Linked DNA regions of Zea mays: all the other regions are linked to region 1. The links are chromatin contacts, called in public Hi-C maps. All regions are on one chromosome and are shown on one strand. The core of a region is the stretch at or near the end of the contact, and the rest is flanking DNA. Distances in the headings are between cores, read along the strand shown. Region 1 holds the start of LOC100279792. Region 2 holds the start of LOC100276685. Region 3 holds the start of LOC100191191.

Region 1 (2,989 bases), core at 466-2,965:
ATCCAGCCCGCCGCGCCCTGCCTGCCGATGGATCATCCGACCCGACGTCCGAATCCGACGACCCCGTCCGGTAACGCCTGACTAGGGATGGCAATGGGTACCCGAAACCCGAAACTCGATGGGTAAAAAACCTATTAGGGCACGGATATGGCGGATTTTGATATCCATGGGTATTTTATTGGGTCATTTGTTATGCCCATCGGGTACGATGGGTGTGGGTATGTTCTCTGTTGCCCCATACCCGCTACCCGATGGGGAACCCGCTAATATATGACACGTGAGTCCGGATTTATATGTCTCATATAAAATGAATGCTAAGTTTTGTCCATAGTTTTGTAGAATCAATGTTATGTTTTGTGTGATTTGAAGGCATGATATTGCCATTTAATGTTGAATATTGTTGAACCTGTGATAAAATTATGTTGAGTTCGATACATTTGTTATACTGGTACTTATTTTTGTGATTTAAATGATCATGTTTATCGTAATGTTAATGGGTATGGGTACCGGATGGGTACCCGCTACCCATGGTGGGTATGGGTATGGCGTAATTTTGTACTCATGATGAGTAGTGGGTATGGATATGGGTCAATTTTTTCCTAGTGGGTATGGGTATGGCTTCGTGTGCCCACTGGGTACCTTACCCACTGCCATCTCTACGCCTGACGCTGCCGCTCGTGCATCGCATGCTGGCTTTGCCCCCGTTTCCCTTCGGCGTAGGTTGGCGGCCAACATGCATGTGCGTGCCCAAAGCGCCTAAAGCCCTCACTGACAGACACGGTCGTTTTTCCTTCCTTCCATTCCCGTACGTGGTGTGCATCTGCAGGCGCGCATGACACATCCGCGCGCATCCGACCACACGCGCACATCCACCACTCCACGAGGGACGCGCGTCCTTCCGTCTCGATCCGCACCGGTGCGGCGGAGCGGACCGGTGTGACGGCCGACCACGACGGTGGGGTGGGGCACCACCACCACCTGCCTGCCGCCCGGCATCCCGGCACGGCATGCCAACCAAAAATGCTGAACTCGGTTCGCTCCCGAGTCTCTCTTTTTTTTTTAAAAAAAATAAATAAATCCAACCATGAGTTTTTTTTGTGTTTTCTGGAACAACAAAACTCCAAGGCCTACGGATTGTAACCTTGTCCAGTACCGGCCGGAGCTCCAGAACCCTCTGTCCTCTCTCCTCTCTCCCAAACCCGAGGCATGCATGGCTGTCCTGAAGCCACAGCAAAATACTACTAGTAAGGTTAATTTGGGAACACCATTTTATCAAAAAAATATTTTCTAAAAAAATATTAGTTTATTTTTTCTTGGAAAATAAGAATCTCTTAAGAAAATTGAATTCCCAAACTAGCCATAAAAGAAAAATCCCTTGCGAGTTGCGACTACTATTCGATGGGCGTATGCGTATTCACTGGCGGGCGGCGGGAGCCACATGTAGTGTAACGGGAATCAAGGCCAGTGGAAGTTTGGAACCGAGGCCTTTCACCCTTGGCATGGCTGCAGCCTGCAGGGGCCAGGAATTCACCGGCTCCACTCAAAAGGATGCCGCACAGCATAGGCATAGCGGGGGCAAGGGCATTGTGAGAATCTGGGCTGTGTGTGTGATACGCAGCAGTACACGAAGCCGAGCCGGCCTGGCGGCACGTACGGTCGCTTGCGGCGCGGAACAAAAGCCAGACACACCACCACCGCCTCTTCCACGCCCTCCCTTATTCGCTCCCACATCCACCACCATCTCTACCGCGCCGCACCCAGCTCCAGCTCTAGCAGCACCATCTCTACCGACGCACCCACCTCCTCCTCCTTGGTGAAGGCCGGCCGCGCCACTGCACGAGCACACACGAACGCACAGAGACGGGTGGCCGCCGTACCGACGCCCGCGCCTCCAGGTAGACTAGACTACTACTAGTACCTGGCAGGGGGCTGCTCCATTGCCGGCACATCATCAGGTGAGTCTGCGAGTCATCCTCCTAGCTCCTCGTCGCTTCGTTATTCCTTGGCCGCTGCTTGAGATTGTTCTTCCGATCCGATGCTTGCTACTAGCTACTGCTGCGCTGATCGCTAGCTCTCACGGCCGCCCTGCGCTGATCATTTCCTTGCGCTCCTCGATCGCTTCCTTCCCGTACACGCATGGTCGGGGGCGGCGCAGCCATCATATATACATGTGTGTCTGTTTGAATCATAGCTAGCGCGCCCTGCTTTCTTGCCGCGCGCGCGCGGGCGACTGCCCTGCCTGTTGCTTCTCGCTGCCGGAAATAATGCGGCGGCGACGATCGACCGACCGACCAGCGGACCAGGTGAATTGGATCCGTCAGCTGTGTGAGTGCAGCTCTCGTTAGAAAGATGAACTGAACAATCAGTACCGTTATTTCTCTGAAAGACGAGAACACACACACACACACACACGATTAAGAGAAAAAATAAAATAAAGGAAAAGACATGCATGCAGTCGGCTCCACTCTCCTGTTCACAGTTTCTGACGCAAGAGCTGGGAGAGCTGTGGTGTGGCCATCTTTCCGTTAAGTCCTGATTAACAGTACCAGTAGGCAGTTAGTATTAGCAAAAGACGCAACAAGCACACGGGCAACTGATCAATGCCTACTTTAAAAAAGTACTGCTAGTAGAGTAGACTAGACCATTACAGACTTCACGCAACGCACCCTACCAGATTAAAACGAAATTTGCTAGCTTAATTAATCTGCATGGTTGTTGCCGCCCGGCCGGAAGAAAGAGGGAGAGAAAACAACAGCTCCAACACGACTATACCATTCGTCAAAGGATATCAGTCTCTCCTTTACCTGCTTTATTCCGTTACTACAGTCTACAATCATCATCCAAATGCTTTGCCCGCTTTCATCTGCTCTTTCCGTCCAAAGCACCGTACTACGTGTGACAGTCACAAAAAAGGCCATGTGTGTGTGTGTGTGTGTACGTGTTTCCTCTCCTTGCAGTGGTCCACGGAGCTCTCGTGTTTCCGCCTCTT
Region 2 (3,342 bases), core at 590-3,089, 260 kb before region 1:
CCCGCACCATACGTGGCATTTCTAAGTGTACAGTACATAATAGCACAATTAAATTGTTACATCTGCCTCCTTTCCCTGACACCAATGAATGGCATTCCAGGGGTGGTGGGTGCGTGGGTGATATCAGTTTTTTTATTGTATTTTAATCTACATACAAATAGAGATATAGATAGTTCCAGATACGAATATAAAACAGAGGTCTCAGATTCGAAATTCTGTCCAACTATTTGCTCAATTCGATTTGAAGTGAATAAAATTTTACTGCTAAGATCGTTGGTAACCAAAGTAAACTAATTAACTACAGTAATGGCTAATTTTATCTTTAGAAAAACGATTTGGCGCGTAGGGATGAAAACTAACACTTAATGGAATACCAATGTTTGGTCTTTTTTTCTTTGATTGTGAAATAATATGATATAGAATCTACTATGTAAATCGTATTTTTTTAGCATTAAGCTTGTGAAGATTCATAAAAGATAAACATTGCATTTCTTATGGGTTTTCTCGAATGATAGATTTAAAATTCGAATTTGATTCAGATACGGATACAAATGATTTTTCCACTTTTTTTTATTACATGCCACAAAATAATGTATACAATGATGTATGCAAAATTTTAATCTTATTTGTAATAATCCGATTGATAACGTAAAAAAAGATTACCATTAAATTTCATACAAATCTATTTAAAATATTAAATTTCATCTCATAAAAAAATATTTTTTGTCATTTACAACGCACTCTAAAAGATTACATTCTTTATACATTTTCCTTCTCTAGCAGTACACTCTAAATTCCGTCCTATATGTGGACAGTGATACTAGATTTCGTATTCTACAGTTATTTTCGTACCGGACATAAAGAAACAGATTGTTTGTAGGCCTCGAAAATAAAATATGCTACATATTGCATCCTTGATTATGTAGCCTAAATTACGCTTTTTTATTTTTTTACACAACCTATTAACCAGACTTTGTATTCTACAATTTTTTTTCTATCGGACATACGGAAAATGATGGTTCGTATGCCCCTACACTAAAATACGGTACATACTACAAAACATTCAAACATACCCTATGGAGAATCGGGTGAAATAGATCGGCACGAGAATCGGGTGAAATAGATCGGCACGAATAGCGCAGAGCGTACATACAGCCAGTCACAAATGCATAGCGAACTGTCGTACGTCCTCTACACGGGTGAATTTGGCCCCTACAATTTAGAGGAGCATTTACAGTGCCTTTTACTGGACCAATAAAAGGACCTGACAAACCTCTAAATATAGATAAATATAGAGTGGAGAGAGATTTTCTATCATATAGCCCGCTCTCTCTCTCTCTGCACTGCGACTGCGTCTCTGATTTCTATGCATGCAAAGGGACAGAGGCGAGGGGTATCAATTCGTACAAGTAGAGCAGGTCAGTGTAGAGATGGCCAAAAGGGCCACCCGGTCCGGCCCGGGCCGGGCCCGGTTAAGCCCGATCAAAAATCGGGCCGGGCCTGCTGAGCCAGCGGGCTTAATTTTATGTCCAAGCTTGGCCCGCAGCGGGCCTAAACGGGCCGGGCCGGCCCGTTTAGCACGAAAAAACGGGCCGAAAAGCGGGCTAAACGGACCGGTAAGCACGTTTTAGTGTAAAAATAACGGGCTTAGAGGTAAACGGGCCGTGCCGGGCTAGCCCGCCGTGCCTAGTTTCCTGTCCAAGTCCGCCCGCTTATTCTACCGTGCCAGGCTCGGACCGGGCCCAAAAAACGGGCTTCGTGCCGGGCTCACGTGCCTCGTGCTTTTTGGCCATCTATAGGCCAGTGTGATTTCACTGCAACTGTGTTCCCTCGCTCTCCTCCCTCCTCCCTCTTCACCTCAGCACGGGCTCTCTTCCCTCCGCTTCCTCCCGTCTCCTCTCCTCTCTCGCACAATGCCATTGCGCGGTGCGTGAGAGGGAGTCAGACACACAGACGAGGAGGAAGAGGGGGTAGCCAGCCAGCCAAAGGCGAAAGCGAGAAGAAGAAGAAAAAAGGTACGGGGTGGGTGAGGTGGTGTGCCGGGCCGCCGGGGGTGCTCGTCGGGCTCGTCGCGTTGTTCTGCCCTGTTCGCTTCGTTCTCCCCTTTTGTTGCCTTTTTTTTCTTTTGCCGACGTGCTGCACGAACCCGCTGTTCGTTCGACGCATGCGCCGTCCTCCTTTCCTCTTGCTCCACACGCGACGCCTTGCTAGAACGGGCGGGCGTCGAGAAGCGAGGACGTCGTGTGGGTTCGCGGGATGGCGATGGATCTGACCTTTTTTCCTTGACCCCCCGACCCCCCGGCTTCAGGACATTGCGCCCGTGCAAGGCGTGCGGGCAGGCCGGCGATGCTGCGGAGGACTGTGCCCGACCGGGCCGCGGACTCGTCCGGCTCCGCCGGGGGCGGGGACGCCCGGCCCCGCGCCGACGGCTCCGGAGCCGCGCTCTTCGCCGTGCCGCGCCTCTTCGTCGGATTCGCCGCCAAGCGCGCGCCGGACGCGGAGTCGTCGAGGAGCCCGACGTCGCCGCTAGACCCCAAGGCGCTGCTGCTCCGGTCGCCGAGGAGGGCCTGGGGCGCGCCGGGACTAGTCGACGCCCTCGCCGCCGACACCGCTGCCGCCAACTGCCTGCTCAGCCCGCGCCTGCGGCTCGTCAGGCAGCACAGCTCCCCGCCCAAGGAATGCGGCGGCGGCGGAGGAGGACACTCGCAGCCGGAGCTCGGCAAGACGATGTCCTGCCCCGCGCCGGACACCGCGGCCGCCGCCGCCGCCACCGCCATGTCGGTGCCGTGCAGCAGGTTCCAGTTCCGCCGCGGGGATCTGAAGTCTGGTCCTGAGGAGGCCACTAGGTCGGACACCGGCGCGTACCTCGTCAGCAACGGCAACGCCAAGCGCAACTCGTTCGACTTCGGTAAGCTCCCGGGCCCGGGCTCGCTGCCAGTGCCAGCGTCCCGGCGCTTCGTGGGCTCGGTCTCCGCGAGCGAGATCGAGCAGTCGGAGGACTACACCCGCGTCATCGCGCGTGGCCCCAACCCCAAGACGACGCACATCTTCGGCGACTGCATCCTGGAGCCCCACACGGCCGGGGCCAGCGACGACGAGGCCGCCGCCGTGGAATCGGAGGATGGAGCCGCCGCCGGGCGCTACTTCGTGGTCAAGTGCGCCGCGGAGGCCGATGGTTTCCTCAGCTCCTGCTTCGCCTGCAACAAGAAGCTCGACGGCAACGACATTTACATCTACCGGTATGCCATTATCTAATCTAATCTGACCTGACCTGACGGGGGGAAGGGTTTCAGAGAAGAGATACTGGCTTTATCAGAATGAGACGTTGATCCGAGTGAAGTA
Region 3 (3,047 bases), core at 533-3,032, 300 kb after region 1:
ACTTTGATTATATGGCTAACATCTTCATCAATATTCATGTCTCTCTGTAGCATTAATCATAAATACCTATTCCTAGGTAATACTTGACCTTGCAAACTATCATCTCCTTCCTCATGTGTAGTAGTGACGAAATCAGATCTCATATATTCAGTTTTAGTTCTACTGAGTCTAAAACCTTTGAGCTCTAGAGTCTCCCACCACAACTCTAGTTTGTTATTTATTCCTACCCGACTTTCATCAACTAGCACTACATCGTCGGCAAAAAAGCATACATCAAGGGATATCCCTCTGTATGCACCTTGCCATCACCAAGGCAAAAAGGTAAGAACTAAGAACTCAAAGATGATCATTGATGCAGTCCTATTCTAATCAGGAAGTCGTATCATTGTTGTACAAGTCCTTAATGAGTCCAACGTACTTCTTTGGAACTTTATGTTTGTCCAAAGTAGTAAAGTACATCACATAATATTCCTTGTATTTCGTCATAAGACTTCTCCAAATCAACGAAAATCATGTGTAGGTCCTTTTGCTCCCTATATTGCTCCATCACTTGCTTATTAAGAAAATGGTTTCGAGGCGTGAAACCAAACTGGTTCAAGGAGATCCTTGTTATTCCTCTCAACCAATGCTCGATAACTCTCTCTCATAGCTTCGCTTATCAACTTAATTTTTCGGTAATTAGTACAACTTTAAATGTCTCCCTTATTCTTGTAAATCGGTACCACTATACTTCACTCGCCAGGCATCTTGTTCGGTCGGAAGATTGGTTGACCAACTTGGTTAACCATACTATAGCTATATCCCCGAGGTATCCCCATACCTCAATTAGGATAGCATTAGGGATCATCTTGTCAGGCATCCTTTGATTGCCATATTGGCCACAGGAAATAAGTGCATCTGTTACCGATGCCAATGGAACGGCATAATGCACACGTAAACCTACCTAGCGTTGCATGCCCTTACTCCCAGGGTTCCACGCCAACTGTCAACTAACCAGTACGTATAGGTTAAACAGCAACGAACAGTCTGGAGGTATAAGAATATTTCACTGGTGCATTCCACAACCAAATCACAAGGCATACAGAGAAGGTGGGGGAAACAGACCTCCTGAAGGGCGGCGCGGACAGCATCCTCGACGTCCTCCTCCTCCTTGGCGGGCTCGGCGGCGGCGGCGGCGGCCCATACGGGGCGCGGCGGCGCGGTGGTGGCGAAGTAGTCGTCGTCGTCGTCGTCCTCGACGTCTGCCCAGGACTTGGTGGTGAGCGGCGCGGGAGCCCAGAAGACATCCTTCTGCGGCGGCTCCTGCTGCTGCTGCGCGGCCCCCGCGCCGTGCTTCTTCCTGGAGGACGGCCCGGCCGCCCTGCCCTTGTCGCCCTTCTTCTTCTTCTTGAGGGACTCGAGCGCCGCGAACACGTTGCCGGTGTTGAGCTTCACCTCCTCCGCCGCCGCTCCTCCCCGCCTCCCCCCTCCCACCATGCTCCCCGACCGCCGCGGTGGGACCCCGGCGAGGCTAGCCGAGCGAACCACGGACCCGAATCTGAATCTGCCCCGCCCGCCGATCTGCGGGGACGAGTCGGCGCGGGAGGGTCCTCGCCGCCTGGGGACCGAACTTGGATTGGGATTTGGGGTAGGGATGGACCGATGGAGGCGCGGTTGCTAGGGTTTTGAGATGGGTGGAGCCGTGGAGGGTGGAGACTGGAGACGCGTGCCGCGGCCCTCCCCTGTCCGGCGTTTGTTTAAGCAGCGGCGCAACGCAGATACGACTACGAGAGAGAGGCACAGGCACGGTGGTCTACTGGTCTGCTTTGCTCCCGTGCTACCTTACTTATCGCTAGCTACAAACGAGTCTTATCCACCCCCACCAGCATTTTACACATTGCCAGACTGCACACGCCACGCGCTGCCTCGTCCTCACGCGCCTGATGTGGGACGCCAGCTGCCAGTCTCAGAAAGAGGACTCGCCTGCGGCATACGCATGGAACCTGTAGAAATGTGAAATTGCAGAGCAGGGTAGTTGTATAGTATCACCACCAGCCATGATATCATCAGGTTCGCATCAAGTCGTTTTAACCGTGCTAAAAGCGCAATAAAAATTACAAATGAAACAAAAATAGGGCTCAGCGCAAAAGGAGGCATCGTCCATGATGCCAGGATCCATCTATGTTTGTCGTAGACAGGACAGATATCTGGGAGATCCTCCTACCTCAAAATTAGCTAGTAGACACATGACAGATAGCCTACCTGAAGTTAGCGTATGAAAAGAGAGACAGCAGATACCAGCCACCAGGAACAGTCAGAGTAGCATGTGCCGGAAGTAGCTGGGCACACTCCCGTATAGCGCTAGCGAGCGATCTGACAATGACAAGAAGCGGTATTGTAACACTGCTACCACCTGCCTATTACTATTACTGTTCAGCATACTGATACATCAAATACAGTGGAGATATTACCAATCAAGAGTAAACTTAAGTACTGGAACTCCTCCCGATTTACATGACCACAAAAGGGTGAACGACTCTGCTCATCATCCAGGGGTGAAAATTGTGTACACGGTGTAGTATGAGTTAAAAATAAAAGAATGCTATGCGTTTAGCAGCCAGAGCGTCTCGGGCAGAATGATTACAGAAGGTCAAGCGACGAAGAATATGAAGATCATGAGGAACACCATCAGCACAAAGAATATCTTCATCATCAGCCACCTGTTGGACGAAATGCTGTTGAGGTACTTCAGGAGCTGGCCCTGCGCTCCCTCCACGTTAGCCACGGTTTCCTCCATGTTCTCGTCGATTCTGTCATAGGTAACACGTCAGTTAATAAAAGATAGCCAGTAGGGCACATCGCTGCAATACAATAGGGACAGTGTGGACTGATAATGGAGCTGTTTGGGGATAAGATCCAGGAAGATATATGCTCCCACCAATTCCGAACTTAGGGCTTGATTGGATCCCAAACAGAGCTAAAAATTAGCCCACTTTACGAAAATAAATTCAACATGAGCTAATTCGGGGCTAATAAGGGCTGACAGACTCTAACCACTAAATTAGCTA

What was found. A called contact is a pair of places that touch in the nucleus more often than the background predicts.
Region 2: a Hi-C map of tassel shows a contact between it and region 1, with 2.4 times the contacts expected there. The contact joins the promoter of LOC100276685 here to the promoter of LOC100279792 in region 1. A contact is called at or near these places in 2 of 25 Hi-C or Micro-C datasets (leaf and tassel).
Region 3: a contact with region 1 is called in a Hi-C map of bundle sheath, with 9 times the contacts expected there. The contact joins the promoter of LOC100191191 here to the promoter of LOC100279792 in region 1. A contact is called at or near these places in 2 of 25 Hi-C or Micro-C datasets (bundle sheath and endosperm).

What each region holds. Positions count from the first base shown.
Region 1 is chr8:19,516,870-19,519,858 of Zm-B73-REFERENCE-NAM-5.0, reverse strand. LOC100279792 reads left to right here and starts at 1,715. Exons shown (of 12, transcript NM_001152750.1): 1 at 1,715-1,955.
Region 2 is chr8:19,776,397-19,779,738 of Zm-B73-REFERENCE-NAM-5.0, reverse strand. It overlaps LOC100276685, which reads left to right and starts at 1,839. Exons shown (of 3, transcript NM_001150412.2): 1 at 1,839-2,015; 2 at 2,309-3,239. The coding sequence starts at 2,347.
Region 3 is chr8:19,216,438-19,219,484 of Zm-B73-REFERENCE-NAM-5.0, reverse strand. LOC100191191 reads right to left here and starts at 1,782. Exons shown (of 3, transcript NM_001136626.1): 1 at 1,105-1,782. The coding sequence starts at 1,476. It overlaps LOC100283387 (syntaxin 32), which reads right to left. Exons shown (of 5, transcript NM_001156288.2): 5 at 2,378-2,789. The coding sequence ends at 2,630.